Regions from separate parts of the Oryctolagus cuniculus genome. Here all the other regions are linked to region 3. Evidence: chromatin contacts called from public Hi-C and Micro-C data. All regions are on one chromosome and are shown on one strand. Each heading gives the region's core, a stretch centred on a gene start, on an enhancer-like site or on the middle of the called end of the contact. The rest is flanking DNA. Distances are from core to core; before and after follow the strand shown.

Evidence for each region. A called contact is a pair of places that touch in the nucleus more often than the background predicts.
Region 1: a Hi-C map of liver shows a contact between it and region 3, with 4 times the contacts expected there. The contact joins the enhancer-like site here to the promoter of TTBK2 in region 3. A contact is called at or near these places in 5 of 6 Hi-C or Micro-C datasets (ear pinna, embryonic fibroblasts, liver and 2 more).
Region 2: a Micro-C map of ear pinna shows a contact between it and region 3, with 8 times the contacts expected there. The contact joins the promoter of CDAN1 here to the promoter of TTBK2 in region 3. A contact is called at or near these places in 3 of 6 Hi-C or Micro-C datasets (ear pinna, embryonic fibroblasts and an unstated tissue).

What each region holds. Positions count from the first base shown.
Region 1 is chr12:65,711,418-65,714,433 of mOryCun1.1, forward strand. STARD9 (StAR related lipid transfer domain containing 9) reads left to right here. Exons shown (of 33, transcript XM_051822025.2): 24 at 16-213; 25 at 594-777; 26 at 1,114-1,251. Among named protein-coding and RNA genes, the nearest start is that of CDAN1, 35 kb to the right of the region's middle. Within about 2 kb of position 1,259, at least 1 of the 8 cell types and tissues checked has an H3K27ac peak or open chromatin away from gene starts, as enhancers often do.
Region 2 is chr12:65,746,112-65,749,132 of mOryCun1.1, forward strand. It overlaps CDAN1 (codanin 1), which reads right to left and starts at 1,458. Exons shown (of 28, transcript XR_011380881.1): 1 at 1,301-1,458; 2 at 603-1,090; 3 at 211-417; 4 at 1-35. TTBK2 (tau tubulin kinase 2) reads right to left here. Exons shown (of 17, transcript XM_051822032.2): 17 at 2,520-3,021. It overlaps LOC127483695 (a long non-coding RNA gene), which reads left to right and starts at 1,537. Exons shown (of 2, transcript XR_007910195.2): 1 at 1,537-1,741; 2 at 2,663-2,836.
Region 3 is chr12:65,910,816-65,913,816 of mOryCun1.1, forward strand. TTBK2 (tau tubulin kinase 2) reads right to left here and starts at 1,706. Exons shown (of 17, transcript XM_051822032.2): 1 at 1,557-1,706. The coding sequence starts at 1,622. It overlaps LOC127483696 (a long non-coding RNA gene), which reads left to right and starts at 1,922. Exons shown (of 2, transcript XR_007910197.2): 1 at 1,922-3,001.

The DNA.
Region 1 (3,016 bases), core at 9-2,508, 200 kb before region 3:
CACATCTTCTCTCAGGCAAAAAGAAACCATTGACACCCTCAGGAGAGAGCGCGCTAACCGACTGCAGAGTTTCCGCCGGGCACGGAGCCTCAGCCCCCAGAAACAACTGAGCCTCCTGCCCAGCAGGGGTCTCCCCCCACAGGACCTGGACTTGCCCAGCAGGCGCCGAGAATACCTGCAGCAACTGAGGAAGGACGTCGTGGAGACCACAAGGTACGGCGCGACCAGAGCCCTGCCTGGAGAGGATGGTGGGCGGCAGAGGCTGCCGTCCTCGTATCCTGGAGGGTTCTTGGTGACTGGGCAAGTGGAGGTGCAGGTGGGAGATGGAGGCACATGAGAAGCTGAAGGGGGGAGAGGGCCACAGGAGAGGACAGATGAGGGTTCTGACACGCTGTGCAGGTCTTCAGGTCTGGGGCCCGGAACGGCTTGTCCTCGGTTCGGCACACCTCCTGGGGATGTAGTACCAAACGTCAAGACCATGTGAGGATGGGTCCTCCTGGAAGATGGTGTGGTGCTAGCCTGGAGAGGGCGCCTGGGGCTCTCCGCTCCCCACTGTGTTAGACAGCAGGTCTTCACCCTGTGGTCTTCCCCAGGAGCCCAGAGTCAGCACCCCGGGCTGCTCACCTGCCCTCGGACATAGAGCTGATGCTGCAAGAATACCAGCGGGCCCGTGAGGAGGCCAAGGTGGAGATTGCCCGGGCCCGGGCCCGACTGCGGGAGCGCACTGAGCAGGAGAAGTTGCGAATCCGCCAGCAGATGGTCTCCCAGCTTCTGAGGGTGCGGAGTAGGGTGGTGGAGGCTTGGGACTGTGCGGGAGCCTGGGCAGAACTCAGGCTGGCTCAGCCTTCACTGTGACCGCCCCTGAGTCTTGGGATACAACACTTGGAGGGAGGTGTGGGACCTCTGGTGCCAGCTCAAAACTGGGTTTTCTCTCTGCATCCTCATCAGACCAGCTGCTGTCCCCAGGCCAGAGTGTGGGAGGAAGAGGCTGTGGCGTATAATTGGGTGTGGGGAAGCGTGGGGATGGGAAGCCCAGGCAGGGGACTGGGACTGGGACTGGGACTGGGTGAGTAGTGAGGGTGCATCGGAGGCTGCTGCTGCTGTCTTTCCCAGGAAGAGGTAAAACTACACACGCAGGCCAATTCCAGCTCCTTGTGCTCCAGCTCCAATGGAAGCGTCTCCTCTGGCATGACCTCTGGCTACAATAGCAGCCCAGCTCTGGCAGGCCAGCTGCAGTCCCCGGAGAGTGTGGTGAGTAGGCAGAGGCTGGGAATGAGCCAGGGCCAGGACTGCTGAGAGGGACTTGGACAGGTTAGCTGCCCCCGGAGGCCACCGCCGGCGTGACTTCTGCTCATGTGCCACGGCCTCGAGCCTTCCCTTTCCTTGGAACTATTCCCCCACGCCCATCCCTGCTTATTCATTCCTTCAACGTGTGTTTGGTAGGGACAATTTTAGAATAGAGCAATGAATTAAACAGCTCGTTGCATCATCATTTATGTTACAGAAAGTTACTTGAAGAAGGAGCCCTAACCCAGCATAAAACAGGGTCTGAGGGAGTGTGGGGAAGGTCAGGCAAGGTGGTATGCATGTTCTGCAGAGAGTGAGTTGAAACGAAACTGGAAGGACAAGAGGTAGTTAACAAAGGCACAGCTTTAAAAAGTCCATGAGAGTTTCTCAGGCATGGAAAGCCAAGACACTGTAGCAAACAAACAAACCAAAAAACCAAATGAAAGATCTCTGTGAGTGAGATCCCAGCGGAAAGAACGGGCCATCAAAGAAGGAGCTACCTTTCTCTGAAAGGAGGAGAGAACTTTCACTTTGACTATGGCCTTGTCTAAATAAGATCGGAGTTGGCGAACTCAAGAGGCTTCCATAGCCTTGGCAGCTCATGACAAGAGCCTAGGGTGATTACTGACATCATAAATAAGAGTGTCAATTGTTAAATCAACAACAGGAGTCACTGTGCACCTACTCCCCATGTAGGATCTCTGTCCTTAATGTGTTGTACTATGAGAATTAATGGTAAAACTAGTACTCAAACAGTACTTTATACTTTGTGTATCTGTGTGGGTAGAAACTGTTGAAATCTTAGTATATACCGAGTTGATCTTCTGTATATAAAGATAATTGGAAATGAATCTTGATGAAGAATGGGATGGGAGAGGGAGTGGGAGATGGGATGGTTGCAGGTGGGAGGGAGGTTATGGGGGGAAAAATCCAAAAGTTGTACTTATGAAATTTATTATATAAAAATTAAAAAAAATACTAAGAATGTAAGGCCAAAAAAAAAAAAAGGCAAAGCTTAGTGGAGAGACGTGGGCCCAGCAAGTGAAGCCTGGAGTAAGGGGAGTTTCAGGAACTGAAAGAAGGCCAGTGTGACTGGGTTGTCAAGAGTGAGATGGGGCTGGCGCCATGGCTCACTAGGCTAATCCTCTGCCTTGCGGCGCCGGCACACTGGGTCCTAGTCCTGGTCGGGGCGCTGGATTCTGTCCTGGTTGCTCCTCTTCCAGGCCAGCTCTCTGCTGTGGCCTGGGAAGGCAGTGGAGGATGGCCCAAGTGCTTGAACCCTGCACCTGCATGGGAGACCAGGAGGAAGCACCTGGCTCCTGGCTTCGGATCGGCGCAGCATGCCAGCCGTGGCAGCCATTTAGGGGGTGAACCAATGGAAAGAAGACCTTTCTCTATGTCTCTCTCTCTCACTAACTCTGCCTGTCAGAAAAAAAAAAAAAAAAAAAAAAGAGTTAGATGGGAAAATGACATGCCAAAGGACAAGCAGAGGTGGAATCATGCAGACCGGATTAAAACATCTGGCCCCTTTTTTTCTTTTTAAATAAATTGGCATCCTGATTTGCACATCAATATTTTAATGTTTATTTTCATCTACTTGAAAGACAGAAAGCAAACAGGAGCGTGCATGCTTTCGTCTACTAATTTGCTCCCCCAGATGCCATGTCTGCAACAGATGGGGCTGGGCCAGGTCAAACCCAGGAGCCCAGAACTCTCTCTGGGTCTCCCA
Region 2 (3,021 bases), core at 208-2,707, 160 kb before region 3:
AGGAAGGGGTAGGTGACTGCTGCAGCTGCTTGGAACTATGGGGAGAGACTGTCATGAGCGCTCAGCCTGGCTTCCTGGTCACAAGCACACTCAGGTCCCTCCAGGGGAGACAATCCCAGAGTTCCCGAGGGGGAGATCAGGTTCAGGGAGAGCCCTGCAGCTCCCCCGCGGGGAGGAAGCCGCCACCCCCAGAGAGCGGCAAGGCCATACCGCTCCTTCCTGAGCATCTCCCGCTCCTCTTGCAGACTTCTGCACCCTGGGGGAAGGCCAAGGCCCCAAGGGCTAGTGTCCAGGGCTGAGGGTTGGGAACTGGGGACACAGCTGATTGGGGGTGAGGTGAAGCAAGTCTTGGGCTTGGAGAGTGACCGCTCTTCGCTCACCGGAGTTGGGTTGATCCTGCGTGAAGGCTTCGTCCTGCTGAGAGCAGCCACAGGATTTTCTCAAACTCTCATCCTCAAGCACCTCCCCTCCATCAGCACAGCTCCTGGGCCCCTTGCCAAGACCCCCTCACCGTTACGTTACCTCACCCCCAGCCCCGAGGCACCGACTCCCCCAGCGGAGCCTCCGTGCCACCCATCTCCTGGGCGAGGGCGGATTCTCACCCTGCAGGGCCGGGGGGAACCGAGCCTACGGGAGGGAACTCCTCCAGGTTGCTGAGGTTTGGTGGATCACAGAGCGCGAGGCTGGGACTGCTGGGGCTGCCAGAGCCCCGGAGCCTCCGGGCCCCGGCCCAGGGCAGGCTCTCCCCGCCGACCCCCTCCTCCGGGCCCCCGGGGCCGCGGCTTCCTCGCTCGCGGGCCGGCGCCGGGCCCCGCCTCCTGCCCCCGCGGCGGGCCAGAGGGGCCTCGGCCGCGGGGCTCGGGGGCTCCGGCGGAGGGAAGAGCTGGCTGCGCGCCCCGCGGCCGCCCCGCGGCGGGCCCCCCGGCCTCCCCGGCAAGGTCGCCGAGGCGCCCGGGGCCTTGGCGGGGGTTGGGGGGCCCTGCGGGAGGACGCGGCAGCTCTGCTCCCTCAGGAAGTTCAGCAGGAACGGCACGAATTCCTTCCGCAGCGGCCGGAGTGAGCGCAGCACGGCCGCTTCCCCGGGGCTATCCTGAGGGAGAAGGAGACGTGGAGGAGCAAGAGGGTCGGCGGCCAGCCCGGGGTGGCGAGCGGCGGGGCCGCCCGGGCAGCGGCGCCCATCCGGAGCGCACTCGGCCCGGGCTGGCAGCCAGGCGCCCTGGAGGACTGGGACCGGAGCGGGCTGGCGCCTCCCGCGAGAAGCGGGTTCCGCTCAGGCCTGGGGGCGGGCCGGCGCTGTTACCTCGGAACTCTGGGTTCTGCGCGCGATCCACCGCACGGCCGCTGCGACCGACACCTCCTCTCGCAGCAGCGACTCCAAAACCGCCGCCATCCCGGTAGGGGCGCTCTGGGCCGACTGCGCAGGCGCCGGCGCGCCGCGGGCTCCCCGGGAGGGGCGGGGCCGGCAGCGGGAGCGACCGTTGGGCCGCGGGGCGGGGCGGGGCGGGGCGGGGCCTCTGGCTCCGTCAAGGCCTCGCTGGGTCCGCGGTTTGCTCCGGCCGCACCGGCCGGCCGTCTCGGAAGTGCGGCCGCACCGCCTGGGAGTGAGGCCCTGCGCCGGCTTCCCTGGCTGAGCAGGCCCCGAGGGACGACTCACCCGGACTCGAGCGGGGAGCGGGGCCGCCGTGGGACCGGCGCAAGGCGGGGAAAAGCCAGGGCCCGGGGGAGTGGCCGGACGGTCAAGGTGAACACGCCGGCCCACATCTTTTTGTAATGGGCATATTCGTGAAGAGTTCACGGTTTGCTAGATTCTACCGCCGCCACCCTGAGTGAGGAAGTTAATCTAGACTCTCCCTTTGAACTTTCTTGCAAGTCCTTGGGCAGGCGTGTGGCGACCGCCGTGCCCTCCCGCCGCGATGACCGGTGGCGCGAGGTGAACATTTCAGCTACCCTGCTGTTGAGATGTCGTTTCGCACGTTCATGGCTAGCTCCCGGGAGCGCGAGTGACTTCTTAACCTCTATTTTCCAAAAAGAACCCCAGAGACAGCGTTTTGGGTGTCGCTGCTGAGCGACAGGTCAGGAAAGGGGATCCAGGCTCAGCAAGAGATGGCGCGGACGTCCAGGTCCTGTCAAACCTGGAGGAGGGAGGCAGTGCCCGGCAAGGCCGCCTGTGCTCCTGCTCCCAGGGCGGGTTTCAAGCAGGACAGGAGGTGCGGGGAGCGGCGCCCCCTCCACTGGTGCTTTCTGCTGGAAACAAGGACCTCCAGCCAGAGGGAGCTTTTCAACACTTTTAACTGTATTTCCGGGGAATCGTCTCATAGCCCTGAACCTTGGTTTTCACCTGTATGGAGACCTAATTTCCAGGCTGCTTCTTCCAGGTCACTTTTGGATGTACTGCACTGACAGTAATACTTTCTGCTCCCAGTGGCTCTTGTAACTACTGGTGCATTCAGTAACTTTATTAAATTTAAAAAACAGATCCCACTTTTGAAATCCAAACCACCACACAAATAGAACTAGAGTTTGCATGCGGAATGAATATTTTATTACTAGATTATAAAAATAAAATACAAAATAATTTTAAAACAGAACTTAAAACACTGTACAAAGCTTTAATATGATACAAATGGGAAAATTAAATAAATAATTACATTTTTATGTACAGATGGCCTATACAAAAGCACTCCATGTTTCTGCCAATACTCTGAGTCCTTGGTCGCCTGAGCAAAATCGCCCGAAGGGAGCTGCCTGGAGGGAAAGGGACACAGCTTTGGAGGTATTTCAGCAGTTTCTCACCTCTCTCATGGAGAGAGAGAAAAGTGGAAGTATGAAAGTCCTCTAATTGTTTTTTTTTTAACGAAAGAATTCTTTCAGTTTATGGTTGAATCTGATTTAACAGCTGCCCAAAGCTTTTAACTTTCAAGATTTATATTTACTTCAAAACTGATTCCCCCTCACCTTCCTCTTTTTTCCTGACAGCTGGGAACTTCTAATAACCCAATGAAATAGGCGCTGGCTATTTTA
Region 3 (3,001 bases), core at 456-2,955:
ACTCTGCTCTATAAATCACTCCCCCTTTTCCCCAACTAAATAAATGCTACTCTATTCCGTTTGTCTGAAAGAAAAACAGCAGAAACATCTTCCTGGTCTACCTGGCAAATCAGTGTGCAGATACCAACGCAACTGTTATGAAGGGCTCAGAATCAACACTGTAAGAAAACAGAGTGGATCCTCGGTGTATATGACCTGGGCCCATTCACAGCCACACCCACACACACACCCAGGCACACACAGAGAATTTCTACTGAATAAGAAAACACCTTTACATCATTAAAAGGTTACAATAAAACTGTTCTCTTTAGTGTTCCTCCAAGAAGGAACAAATTTGTAAAGCTAGGTGAGAGAAGAGTTAATTCCAGTATTGCTGCCACCTATCAACTTTAATTCAAAGCAGAGTACAACTCAATGTCATTTTATCTCCAACGCAACCACGACTGAATCGAAATTAACTTCCCTGTAAGATAAAGTACCCTTGCACAACAACGGCTGATTTACTTCTCTGATTTGACAGTATGAATGTGTGGAGTCTTTTGTCCCTCCCACAGCATCCCACGGTGTCAACATCATCATCTTTGTCGAAGCAAGTGACGAACAAATCCCTCGGCTCATTACTTCAGCACCTAAGTACCAGAAAGTCCCGGGCCTTCCTCCTCATTGCAACACAGCAGACAAGACTCCCCGGTCCTATGCCCCCTTCCATGACAGTCGGGCGGGCTGGGAAAGGCGCACTGCTAATTCCTAAGAACCCTCGGTGCACCCAGGTTCCGGCACCCGGAGAGGAATGAGTCTCAGCGATATGTGGGTCACCCAGAGAGAGAAACAGAATCAAGCTTCATGACCCTCCAAGTTCGGCGAAGACACCCGAAGCCTCGGGGAGGGGGGAGACGCGGCAGGCGCCTTCGGGGAAATGGGGCAGAACCAGAACCGTCTCCGAGCTGGAAAGTGACTGGGTCTGGCAGAAGTCCGGGGCGTGGGCAGCGACCTACGAGCCCCGGGTGCCCTTCTCCTCCTCGCCAGGCGCGGCCACTCCGCTAGGGCTGCGGCCCGAGGAAGGGGGTCAGGATTGGGGGAGGGCGGGGCCGGGGCCACCCGGGGCGCCCTAGGGGTGCGGGGGGTGTGTCCTACCTGGGCCGTGGCGGACGCGGGGATTTCAGGCGGAGGGCTGGGGTCCAGCTCAGGGCCAGGACCGGCAGGGGACAACCCTCGGCAGGCGGGACCGTCGCCGCCTGCCCATCCCCCGCCGCCGACTGCGGCGGGACCTGAGCGCGGCTTCGAGGGCCGGCCGGTGGATTGTCCCCTCAGGTACCGTCCGCGCTTACTGGCGACGGCGGCGGCTGCTGCCGTTACTGCTGCTGCTGGCCGCCCCCAGCCGCTGCTCTTGTACCAGCCCCTGTTCCTCTTGCCGCCGCCGCCGCCGCCTAGTCCCCACCGCTCCCATCGCCGCTGCGGCGACTACTGCAGCGCCCGCTGACCCGACCCGACGTTATGCTCCCCCTTCGCAACCCGGCACAGCCTAGCCCACCTGCCCCGCCAGTGCGCACGCCCACCTCTCCGCCACAGGTGCTGATTGGAGAGTGCGTTCCGAGCCCGCAGCGTCGGTTGGCTGGTCCCATTGCCTATCACGGAGGGGGCGGAGAGTCGGGCAGGGAGCGTCTCCGCCCCCCACCGGAGAATTGCCGCTATCTTCAGGTTTGCCTGAGAGGGCGAGTTACCGGGAAAGGAGCATCACAATGGCAACGCGCATGCGCGCGGGGATTCTGGGCCTCGTAGTTCCAACCCCAGCCGCAACTGCCCGCCTGTCCCGAGGAGAGAGGCAGGGCTTCTGAGATGAATGATGGCCGCAGGAAGGTGTTCTCCCAGCTCAGTGATTAACTTAGAGAGGCGTGCATGTGACGCCACGATTGAGGTGTTGTTTTTTTGTTTTGTTTTGTTTTGTTTTGTTTTGACAGAAAACCGCGGCTGCTTCGTCACGCTATGAATTTACACACCGAGGCGGTTGCGGGGAAGGGCCCGGGATCGTGAGGCCGGGTCACAGGTTAAAGGAGCCATTTGCCTCCTCAGAGCCCGAGCCGCCGGGCTTGCCCGCAACGGCGCCACACGGAGCTCCCGCCGCGGGGGACCAGGGAAAGGCCTAGAGGAGTGAGGAGGAAAAGGGACGGAGACTTCCACCAAGGACGTCAGCCTTTGTGCCGCAGCGGTCTCTCAGCCCACGAAGAACAGAACTGCCTGCCCTGTTTGAAACACGGCCGCCAAGGATTCGGTCGAGAGCCGCGGGGCGGACTGCGTGGGATGCTAAGCGAGAGTGTGCGGGAGTCGCTCAAGATTTTGAAAGAAGAGCGAAGAGGGCGGAGCAGAGGTGCTGCGGGTTCCAGTTGCATTGCGTGTTGGTCGTGCCAGCCTCTCCGGTGAAGGAAAACCTTCCGACCCAGAGCTTCTGCCATCCCATCCTCACCCGCCGCTTTCAGAAGGGAAACCCCAGTTCAACAACTTTCCAGAAGCTCTAAAACTAATTCGCAGCAGACGCAAAACTCAAGTCTCTTAAACCCCTCGTGGGCAGTGCTTTTCCTCATAATACTCGCAGGACTCCCAGCGGTCTACGGTGTACAGAGCGCGTGCAGTGACGTATAAGCTCCATTTTACTTTAACAGTTAAAAGACAGAAACGAACAAGAGGCGTCATTAAAGCTAAATAAGAATATAGAAGGGTTTTTCCTCGCTTGGAAGTCCCCCTCCCTGATGGAGGTCTCTGACTCTGATAAATCTCGCTTTTAAATCTTAATATATATATATATATAAAATCGTATAGAAAGGTTAAATATAAATCCTATGTTCAGTCTCAGAACTGTTCTTACAAGAATCTTCTTCTTGGGGAAATGCCACACCTTCTTGACATTCTTAAAAAAAAAAAAAAAAAAAAAAAAAAAAAAAAAAAAAAACAGCAGGCGGCTGTGCTCTCTGTGGTGTCCAGGTTCTTGGATAAAAAGCAGGACAGA